3 separate regions of the Mus musculus genome follow, and all the other regions are linked to region 3. A link is a contact called in public HiChIP or PLAC-seq and promoter capture Hi-C data. All regions are on one chromosome and are shown on one strand. The core of a region is the stretch at or near the end of the contact, and the rest is flanking DNA. Distances in the headings are between cores, read along the strand shown. Region 1 holds the start of Ctsa (cathepsin A). Region 2 overlaps Stk4 (serine/threonine kinase 4). Region 3 holds the start of Pigt (phosphatidylinositol glycan anchor biosynthesis, class T).

Region 1 (2,948 bases), core at 440-2,939, 340 kb after region 3:
CCTGACTTGGTTTCCAGGACAAAATTTAAAAACCACAGACTTGGGCTAGAGTGATGGCTCACTGTTAAGAGCACTGACTGCTCTTCTAGAGGTTCTGAGTTCAACTCCCAGCAACCACGTGGTTACAACCATTTGTAATGGGATCTAGTGCCCTCTTCTGATGTGTCTCAAGACAGCAACAATGTATTCCTATACATAAAATAAATATTTTTTTTTTCTGAGACAGGGTTTCTCTGTATAGCCCTGGCTGTCCTGGAACTCGCTTTGTAGACCAGGCTGGCCTCGAACTCAGAAATCCGCCTGCCTCTGCCTCCCGAGTGCTGGGATCAAAGGCGTGTGCCACCACACCCGGCAATAAATATTTTTTTAAAAGCCCACATCCACATCGTCCAAACCAAAAGGAACCTGCAGGGTGTCTCAGTCAACTAGGGGAGATGAATATACCAGGCGGGCCCACAGCCAAGGTGTGATGTGCGTAAAATCACAAGCTGGTGCCCAAGGCAGACCGTGCATCTTCAAAACTAGTTGCAAGGCCTTATTAGCTGGCTGTGGGGTCCTAGCAGGTGTCCGTCCCTACACTGAACCAGAAGGTCACTCCAGGGGTGGGATACCTACAGCCATACTCCAGCTGGACCAGACGCACGCTCTTGGTGGAAGCAAACACATCTACCACAGCGTAGAGGGGCTGAGCAGCTGGCAGCCCCCGGGCGCTAGGGCCCATGTCCTCCCCGTTGATGATGATGTGCATGTCGGCGGTCCCATCCTCACGGGGGCAGAAGAGAACACCCAAGCGGCTTCGGCGCGCTGTAGGAGGCAGCACGTTTTGTTCATAGAGCTGATCTAAGAGGTGGCTATAAAGCCCTGGCCGGCTGCGGCCCACCAGACGGTCCCGGGGAATTCGGAACTGCTCGATGCGCAGATAGGGTTCAACCAGTAGGGCTTGGGGACCACTGGGGACCGCTGCCTCCGCTTCTGGTTGACCTTCCCGGGGCACACGGTTGTGGTGGCGTGTGATAGCGAAGACCCAACTGTGGCCAAGGCTGACCAAGTCAGGCAGTGAAAACTCGGGTACAGCGGCCAGACTGGCGGGATCCAGAGCGGTCAGGCCAAGACGTAAGTGCCCGCACCAGCCCAGCTCTTTTTCCTCAATTTCCACTAGAAATACCTGGCCGGGGGCCAGGGGCTCACGACTGAAGCACACACCGTGGGCGAAACTCTCCACGCGTGTGGCTCGCGTTCCTGAGGGGTCCATGCGGATGTTGGCTCCATGCACTTGGTGGAAGCGGGTGGGAGGGGGCTCTGGGCGCGCAGGGCTCCGTGGGCCACCCAGTCCTACGTGTTCGGAGGGAGCAGCCATCTCCAAGCCGTGCAACAGGGCAGCTCATGCCAAGGGCTATTTTGGGCAGCGGGCTCAGATTGTGACCGCGGGGGCGGGGTGGATGAACCATGTAAGGCATTTCCCCCTTCTCTAACTTCCCCCAGCTCTGCCTGGGGGTCCTAGCGCCGCTTTCTCGCTTGTCACCAGTAAGGGGTCCCCAGGAGCCTGGGGAACCCTTCTGTCAACACCAAGATCACCTGATCTCTGGCACCCTGACTAATAACCTTCAGGGCCACGCACTTTGACCACTCCCGACCCTCAGGCCCACAGATTAAAAAAGTGAACAATGAGCAAACTGTCACGTGATGCAGATGCTCACGTGACCAGAGCTACACATGACTTCCAGTCCAAAGGCGCCTCCTGGAGAGCAAGGACGCAAGGAAGCAGAGGTACGGAGATGCCCAAACTGGTGGGCAGCGAAGGTGGCTCTGTGGCCCGGAGTTGGATCCGAGCGGGGGCTTCTCCCGGAGATGTGCGCCATCGTCTCCCCAGGAACTGCTGCACCGAAGCGCAAGGGATCTGGGGGGACTGGTAAACAAACATCCTCCACCGATGCTTCCTCCTGCAGATGCCCGGAACCGCGCTGTCTCCACTGCTCTTGTTGCTGCTCCTGTCCTGGGCGTCCCGGAACGAAGCAGCTCCGGACCAGGATGAAATCGATTGTCTCCCCGGCCTGGCCAAGCAGCCCTCTTTCCGGCAATACTCCGGCTACCTCAGAGCATCGGACTCCAAGCACTTCCACTACTGGTGCTTGGCTTGGCCCTAAAGTTCCTAGGAGGGCATGATAACTGGACGAGCGAATTCTAACGACCCCAGGCAGGACCTGGACTCACACCAATCCTTTCCTATCCTTCCCAGGTTTGTGGAGTCGCAGAACGACCCAAAGAACAGCCCCGTGGTGCTTTGGCTTAACGGGGGTCCCGGCTGCAGCTCGCTCGATGGGCTGCTTACAGAGCACGGCCCCTTTCTGGTGAGTTGACCACTATCCCCCTCCCCCATGAGAGAGGGCAGGAGACTAGTTAGAGACAGCTCAAGGAAAAGGCAGGAAGGGGAAGGGGAGAAGGAACCTGTGGCCTAAGTTTGCTTTCCTTAACAATTCTGTTTTATGTGGTGGCCCTTGCCCTAACTTTCCGTACCTCTCATGGAGTGTGAGAATACGGAAACGCACTGTGGCTCTTTCTCTCCACCCAGCTGCTAACCGGCACCCTCACAGGCCTCTCTGTCTTTCCTCCCCAGATCCAGCCAGATGGTGTCACCCTGGAGTACAACCCCTATGCTTGGAACCTGGTACTCCTGGAGCTGTGGGTCTCTTAGGGATGTCTGGGTACTTGAAGGGTTGGGGACCCCCTCTTCTGCTCATTCCCTCCTCCCCCTAGATTGCCAACGTGCTGTATATCGAGTCCCCAGCTGGGGTGGGCTTCTCCTACTCGGATGACAAGATGTACGTGACCAATGACACAGAGGTGAGTCTGTTGCCTGACCACCTGCCCCATTCCCCGTTTCCCCAGAGATGGCTTGATTAGGAGGAGAGCATGGCCTCAGAGTCCACTTTGAGCCCTGTCATGTGCTC
Region 2 (3,021 bases), core at 234-2,733, 390 kb before region 3:
CCAGCCGGCTGCTCTCCCTCTCAGTGCTTGCGGCATGTCCAGGAGCGCATCAGCTGGCCCCTCCTCCTTCCCAGGCTTGCTGCCTGCACAGGTGGGGGGCGCAATAGCTTTTGCAGTGTTCTCGTCCTTGACTCGGGCCTTTCCAGTTAGGCCCTGTGACCTGAGGCGAGTGAGATGATTTCTTTTTAGGATCTGCACTGAATTCCCAGCGTTCTAATGTGCTCCTTAGAGTAGTAGCCACACTAATCTGTTTGCAGTAGAACTTTAAAGCATGACGGCATAGTTAAGATTGGGAAGCTCTGTGACTGAGGCCGTCTACTGTTGCTCTGTTTCCTCCTTTAAGACCACAGTCCAGGCTCTTACTGAAAAGACTTCACACTGTCTGTCAGATATGCATTCATCAGAGCAGTGTGAGAGGGAAGTTCTTCATTCACTCTCAGCCTGCAGCTGTCTGCAGGGTGCAGTTAATACACGGTCCACATGCTGACTTCGTCAGTCTCGGATGTAGGGGATAGTGTTTGCAAGCATGGTTCTGAGGGTGTAAGCGCTGTGCACTCCTCTTACAACAGCAGCCTTGTTGTCCAGTTTCTGGTTGCTTCAAAGTTCACCAGAGAGCACTCGGTGCTTCCTATACTTGCCACTCTGAATTGACACTATAGGAAGGTTCTCGATAGAATAGGGCTGTTTCCTGCCCCAGAGCGAAAAGCTACAACAGTTAATTTTGTTGCAGTTGTCTTGCTGAAGGAAGGCAAGAGTAGAAAGAAAAATACTGGAAAGATTTTGGGAATCAGTCTTTGGCCTGGAGTGTATTTCTGGGTCTGATAGGGGAAGTCTCCTTAGGGAGGTTATTCCCCCTTTGACCTTCAGGTTTTATGTTTTGTTTTGTCAAACTAATAAAATACATATAAAATACGTAGTGTCTAAATGCTCAAAAATGAAAGCATTATAATCATTCATTCATTCATTCAGAGAGAGAGAGAGAGTTAAATTCCCTAGCAATAAGATGATAGCTATTTTAAGAACCAGTTAAACAGCTCAGTATACAAGATGGCAGATTTAAAGAAGGCCAGACTTTGGATCCCTTTAAGCCTTCTTTTATAAGGCTTCAAACTCTTTATCTTAACACTATGGCATTTATTACCGACTGCCTTTATGTCCGTCCCTGAAAGGTAATCTCCGTGGTGGACTGCATTTTATGAGAAGGTCCCTCTTGGGTGAGCTTTACAATGGAAAAGCAGACTTGCTGCTTAAACTTTTTCTCGCACTTTCACAAATAGCTCAAGGTCATCCTTCCAGAAGGGAGACTGATTCCACAGTTGTGCAGTCTGTCTTATTGTCTCCACATGTTGGGCTTTTATCTTTAGAAGCCATTAACATTCTTGATTTCTTTGGAATGAGCCAAAAAGCAAGGAGCTTGGGGCCTGAATATTCATTCAAGGAGCCCAGCCAGACCACAGACTGGGATGTGAGAGTACCAGATCTCCGTGTGACCTGGGGGACGGCTCAAGGCCTGTGCTGTTTGGAATGTAAGGCCCTCCAGTGTGGTCATGTCAGTCAAAGGAGAGGCAAGAGTAGCCATGAGGCCTCTGTTTCCCAGAGGACAGTGGTGCAGCGGCAGGAGAAGAAAGGCGTGAGTCCAGTGAAGCTCTGGCTAAGGGCGGAGAGCCAGGCAGGTCAGCTTCGTCCATCCGTGCTCCAACTCCAGAGCCCTCAGCTCCTCTGAGCTACTGACTTTTGCTTAGAGAGGAATGGAGACGCACTCTCTAATACTAATTTAAATGGATCTATGAGGAAAAGAAGTTGATTTTCTGTAGGTATGTCTACTCTAAGAAATGTTAATTTTAGTATTTGTTAAAAACAACTACTCAGTACAATCCCTGAGATATTTCCTAGGATGTACTATGTGTCACAGCTGTGTAATGGACAGGGACTTAAGGGAAACATTTACTGCTGACAAGAACCTTACAGGTTAAACACGTACGATGGTGTCTCGTTCCTGTCCAGTGCTGTATGTACACGCTCCACTGTCTAGTCCTTGTATGAGTAGAACATACCCTAGATCATGGCCTTTGGTAGTGATTTGATTAGCTGTGAAGATAACAAAGCACTTGATGAAAGCCCAGTGAGTTACAGAAAAAGACTAACAAGCCCGTGAGAAGGATTGTAAAGCGTCAGAAAGGTAGGCAGGGTGTGTTGAATATTAAAATTGGCTAAGTCAGCTTCTAAATGGAATCAAGTGCCCAGATAAGAGGTTTTAACTTGATATTGTTGTTAAGAGGGTGTGCCAAGACCCTCTGGCCAGGAAAGTTGACCCAGTCTCAGGAGACTGATGCAGTATCAAGGGATGGGTCATCCTTATTGGTGAAGGTTGCATCTTTTTGGATGGCTCTCTCCAGTGCTTTAGTTGGGAGCCCTTGAAAATGTTGAGCTAGAGTTCTCTTGTAATCCATATGCAACTCATTAGCATTAAGATGGCTGTGAGCCACTGTCTAGAAAGCAAGTCAGTTCCTACAGATGCAGTTGCCCTGTTACCAGGAAGAGAGTTTTTCTGAGCTCGAGGGCATCTTACAACCCTCAGTTCTTAGTGGTTTCAAGAACATCCAAACATTTGTGGTCATATAGACTTGGATAATGACTTATGTAAATGAGTGACCAGATACATCTGCTCCTTAACAAAAACAAACCCAGAAACCAAATCTACAAAACAGACCCTCTGTGATGCATTTGCATCATATTATATAGCTCATTGTTTAAAACAGAGGGAAACATTGAGATATTGCTGGAGTTTTTGTTTTGCAAATATTTTTGCATAGAGCCCAGAAGAAATTGTAGGCTTGTGCCCACTTCGATACTTTGAACAGAATTAATTACTACTTGGATTAAAACAAGTTATATTGAGAATTAAGAGAATGCTAGGTTGACAGTTGTGGTTCAGTTAGTGACAGTTTGAAAATGAATGTTTGGGATGGAAGAGCCATCAGTTTGAGATCTGATAGATGGACGTGTCGAAGGAGACGTGAG
Region 3 (3,111 bases), core at 98-2,597:
GAACAGGCTGGCCTTAAACTCTCCTGTTTTTAATAGAAAAATGACAGACTTTGGAGAAAGGTCTGACAGTTGCTTGCACTTCCTCTTTGCTGCAGCCATCCTACTCCTAAATATTCTCCCAAGGGACATGATAACCTAAGTGTGCAAAGCCACTTGTACAGACTATAATCATCCTTGCCTACTATAACCAAAACTACCAAGCACTCCTTTGCCCATGGAGTGTCTCCAGTGGAGAAACTGGCTTACCCACACAATGTTAGCACTGCACAGCAGTAAATAACCTTATACACATGAGAACACGAGGCCAATCAGCACTGTTTCCCTAGAGATGAGGAAAGGATGTAGAGCCAACTCCCATGAAGCTATGGTTTCTGTCTCTAAACCACAATGTGGTTTCAAAATCATTCCTTTCAGGAAAGAACACACAAAACCTCATACTATGCTGTCATTTACATTTAGTCCTAGAACAGATTAATCTATTACAAGAACACTGGTTGCCTCTACAATGTGTTCTGGAGATAGATGTTGACAGGAAAGAGGCATTAGACCATTTTCTGGGACCTTAGGTGGGACTTTAAGTTTAGGGCTTCCCTCCCAATACACATTGCTATGTCGAGTATGAACCCAAGGTCTCATGCCTACTAGGCACTCTGCCACTGAGTTAGTTTCATCCCCAGCCCCAGTTCTTAGGAACATTCTATATCTCCGTAAGATTTGGAGTTACAATATTTTATTAATTAAAACCCAGGTAATTTTATGAGAAAATTTTGAACGAAACTAAATTTTGACAATGCAGAATACCCATGTGTGAAATTTACTCCGTGATGGAATCAATGCTATAATAGATGAGTGGGCTTGTTGGTGTGTACCCATAGCAACATGTTAATGGTGGAATTAATTTACATGGTTGGAGGAACATGTTTAATAGCTGCTAATTCTTTCAATTTTGCCATACACTCTTATTTATTTTATTATATTCTTTTATTAAGACCACAGGGAGGGGGTAGGACAGCTCTGCCCTCACCGTTGCGGGCTAGGTTTTGAGCCAAGTAAATAGAGTCACTGGACGGTTCTACCTCACGCCTGTAATAGCAGCACTTGGTACCGGGATGGCCACACTGCATATCGAGCACTTCCTAGCTGGTGAAAGCACCTATAGGTGCGCGGGCCCTCAAGCCAGCTCTCTTCCTCCGCCACACGCCCACACCCCTTCAGGCCAGGTCGGCAAAATCCACGATCTGTTGACGGACCTCCGTGTCCCTCCGGTAACCTCGGAGTGGTTTCCGGGACGGCGCCGGAAGTCCTCTCTCATCCGGCTTCCTATTGGATGACCGCCTTTGGTGGGCGCGGGCGATGCTGGGAGGCGGAAGCGGCCGCAGGTATGGCGGCTGCCATGCCGCTCGGTTTGCCGTTGCGGTTACTGGTGCTGTTGCTGGTGGGACGGGGCTGCTGTGGCTGCGCGGAGGGCCCACGCGACAGCCTGCGAGAAGAGCTCGTTATCACTCCACTGCCTTCCGGCGACGTGGCCGCCACATTCCAGTTCCGCACGCGTTGGGATTCGGATCTGCAGCGGGAAGGAGGTGAGTTCAGGACCCCAGGAAAATGTCTGCAGCACCTTGCTCAGTTCCTAAAGAGAGCTACTCAGGGGTGGGGCTTGGGTCGCCGCTCACCTGCCTTGCTTTCTTCAGTGTCCCATTACAGGCTCTTCCCTAAAGCCCTGGGACAGCTGATCTCCAAGTACTCCCTGCGGGAGCTCCACCTGTCGTTCACGCAAGGCTTTTGGAGGACGCGATACTGGGGGCCACCCTTCCTGCAGGCTCCGTCAGGTGCAGAGCTCTGGGTCTGGTTCCAAGACACTGTCACCGAGTGAGTTCCTAACTTGACACCTGTCACAGGCCATGGAGGGGGTGTGGCAGGCAAAGTGTTGTCATCTTGTCATTGGCCTTGGGATCTGCTACTCCAGTAGGTAGCGGTCACACCAAGTTAAAACTGATTTTGGAAGTAAGGATTAATATTACAGGGCTGGAGCGATGCCCCAGTCAGTAAAATGCTTGCTACTCAAGCTTGACGACCTGAGTTTCATTTTCCAGAACCTACATTAAAAGTCGGGTTGCTGCTGCCGGCTTCTAGGCCCATAACTGAGGAGGTGGAGACAGGAGGAACAGGACTGCTGGAAGCCAGTATGCCTGAATCAGTGACTTCCAAGATCAGTGACAGAAGTACCCCCCTACACACACACACACACACACACACACAAACAAAGTACAGAGGGAATAAAAGAGACATTGGTTGCTGATTTCTGGCCCTCACAGCTATTTGCATCAGTATGCATGCACATACAACATGAAGAAATTACATTATTATTGAGTGAACATCGTCTCCTGAAAACTTCCAAGTCTGAGGTACTACATGCATTTCTCGAGGCAAAGAGTAGGTGGTTGGTTCCTATTATTGGGATATAAGGTCACAGATAATTGGCAGACTAGGTGTGTTGTTTTTGTTTTTAAGACATTTGTTTGTATTAAAAAAAAACAAACAATACCCATGCCTAACAAAACATTTGTGGGATAGCAGTGGGCTACAGGATGGTCTTTGTGAAATAAAGCAAGAGTTTCACTTTAAAGCATAATCAAGTTTCTAGCTGTTGTCTGTGAACTACAGAAAATCGCCCAGTAGCTGCTGTGATCTTCCTAGAGTAGAATTTTTTCCATGCAGAGATTGCAAACTTATCTCAGCATAGGCCACAAAATACCGATGACAGAGGGAGTTAAAGCATTGGTGAAACCCTGGAGTGAGAATTTAAGGGTGTCTCATTTGCCTCTTAACTACCCTGCAACATCAGTAATGCAGACATTACCAGGTTTAGAGCCCTGATAGGGAGGGTTAGGGTTAAGAGTCTGTGTGACGATCTGAAATAGTCACCACTCAGTTCCTATGGATTGTAACCTTATGACAGTTCTGACTGTCACTTTCAAGAGAGATCAGACTTTTGCATGAGGAAGGACATGTAAATATCAACAAGTAGTTTTAAAGTTTTTGGAAAGCTGTGTAGGTTGGTATTATGCACAGCAGATGTAGCAGGTGCTTAGGGCGATGAGCTGCTGCCACCTA

What was found. Promoter capture Hi-C pulls out the DNA fragments that hold promoters and counts their contacts. HiChIP or PLAC-seq counts read pairs in DNA pulled down with a chosen protein or histone mark.
Region 1: a promoter capture Hi-C map of neural stem cells shows a contact between it and region 3. The contact joins the promoter of Ctsa here to the promoter of Pigt in region 3. A contact is called at or near these places in 2 of 39 promoter capture datasets (erythroid cells and neural stem cells), 2 of 115 datasets of contacts at active chromatin or transcription factors (microglia and pancreatic cancer cells) and 1 of 9 other capture datasets (pancreatic islet).
Region 2: an H3K27ac HiChIP or PLAC-seq map of stem cell-derived neural progenitor cells shows a contact between it and region 3, with 5 times the contacts expected there. The contact joins the enhancer-like site here to the promoter of Pigt in region 3. A contact is called at or near these places in 6 of 39 promoter capture datasets (the 3T3-L1 cell line, the C10 cell line, cranial neural crest and 3 more) and 10 of 115 datasets of contacts at active chromatin or transcription factors (the SCID.adh cell line, SST interneurons, bone marrow-derived macrophages and 7 more).

Annotation. Positions count from the first base shown.
Region 1 is chr2:164,832,084-164,835,031 of GRCm38.p6, forward strand. Ctsa (cathepsin A) reads left to right here and starts at 1,690. Exons shown (of 15, transcript NM_008906.4): 1 at 1,690-1,767; 2 at 1,947-2,125; 3 at 2,237-2,348; 4 at 2,615-2,665; 5 at 2,755-2,841. The coding sequence starts at 1,714. It overlaps Neurl2 (neuralized E3 ubiquitin protein ligase 2), which reads right to left and starts at 1,513. Exons shown (of 2, transcript NM_001082974.2): 1 at 616-1,513. The coding sequence starts at 1,357.
Region 2 is chr2:164,107,273-164,110,293 of GRCm38.p6, forward strand. The region is part of intron 9 of Stk4 (serine/threonine kinase 4); the gene reads left to right. Among named protein-coding and RNA genes, the nearest start is that of Stk4, 35 kb to the left of the region's middle. Within about 2 kb of position 1,484, at least 40 of the 459 cell types and tissues checked have an H3K27ac peak or open chromatin away from gene starts, as enhancers often do. A contact at or near this core is called in stem cell-derived neural progenitor cells, where this site is marked.
Region 3 is chr2:164,496,178-164,499,288 of GRCm38.p6, forward strand. It overlaps Pigt (phosphatidylinositol glycan anchor biosynthesis, class T), which reads left to right and starts at 1,348. Exons shown (of 12, transcript NM_133779.2): 1 at 1,348-1,580; 2 at 1,689-1,866. The coding sequence starts at 1,382.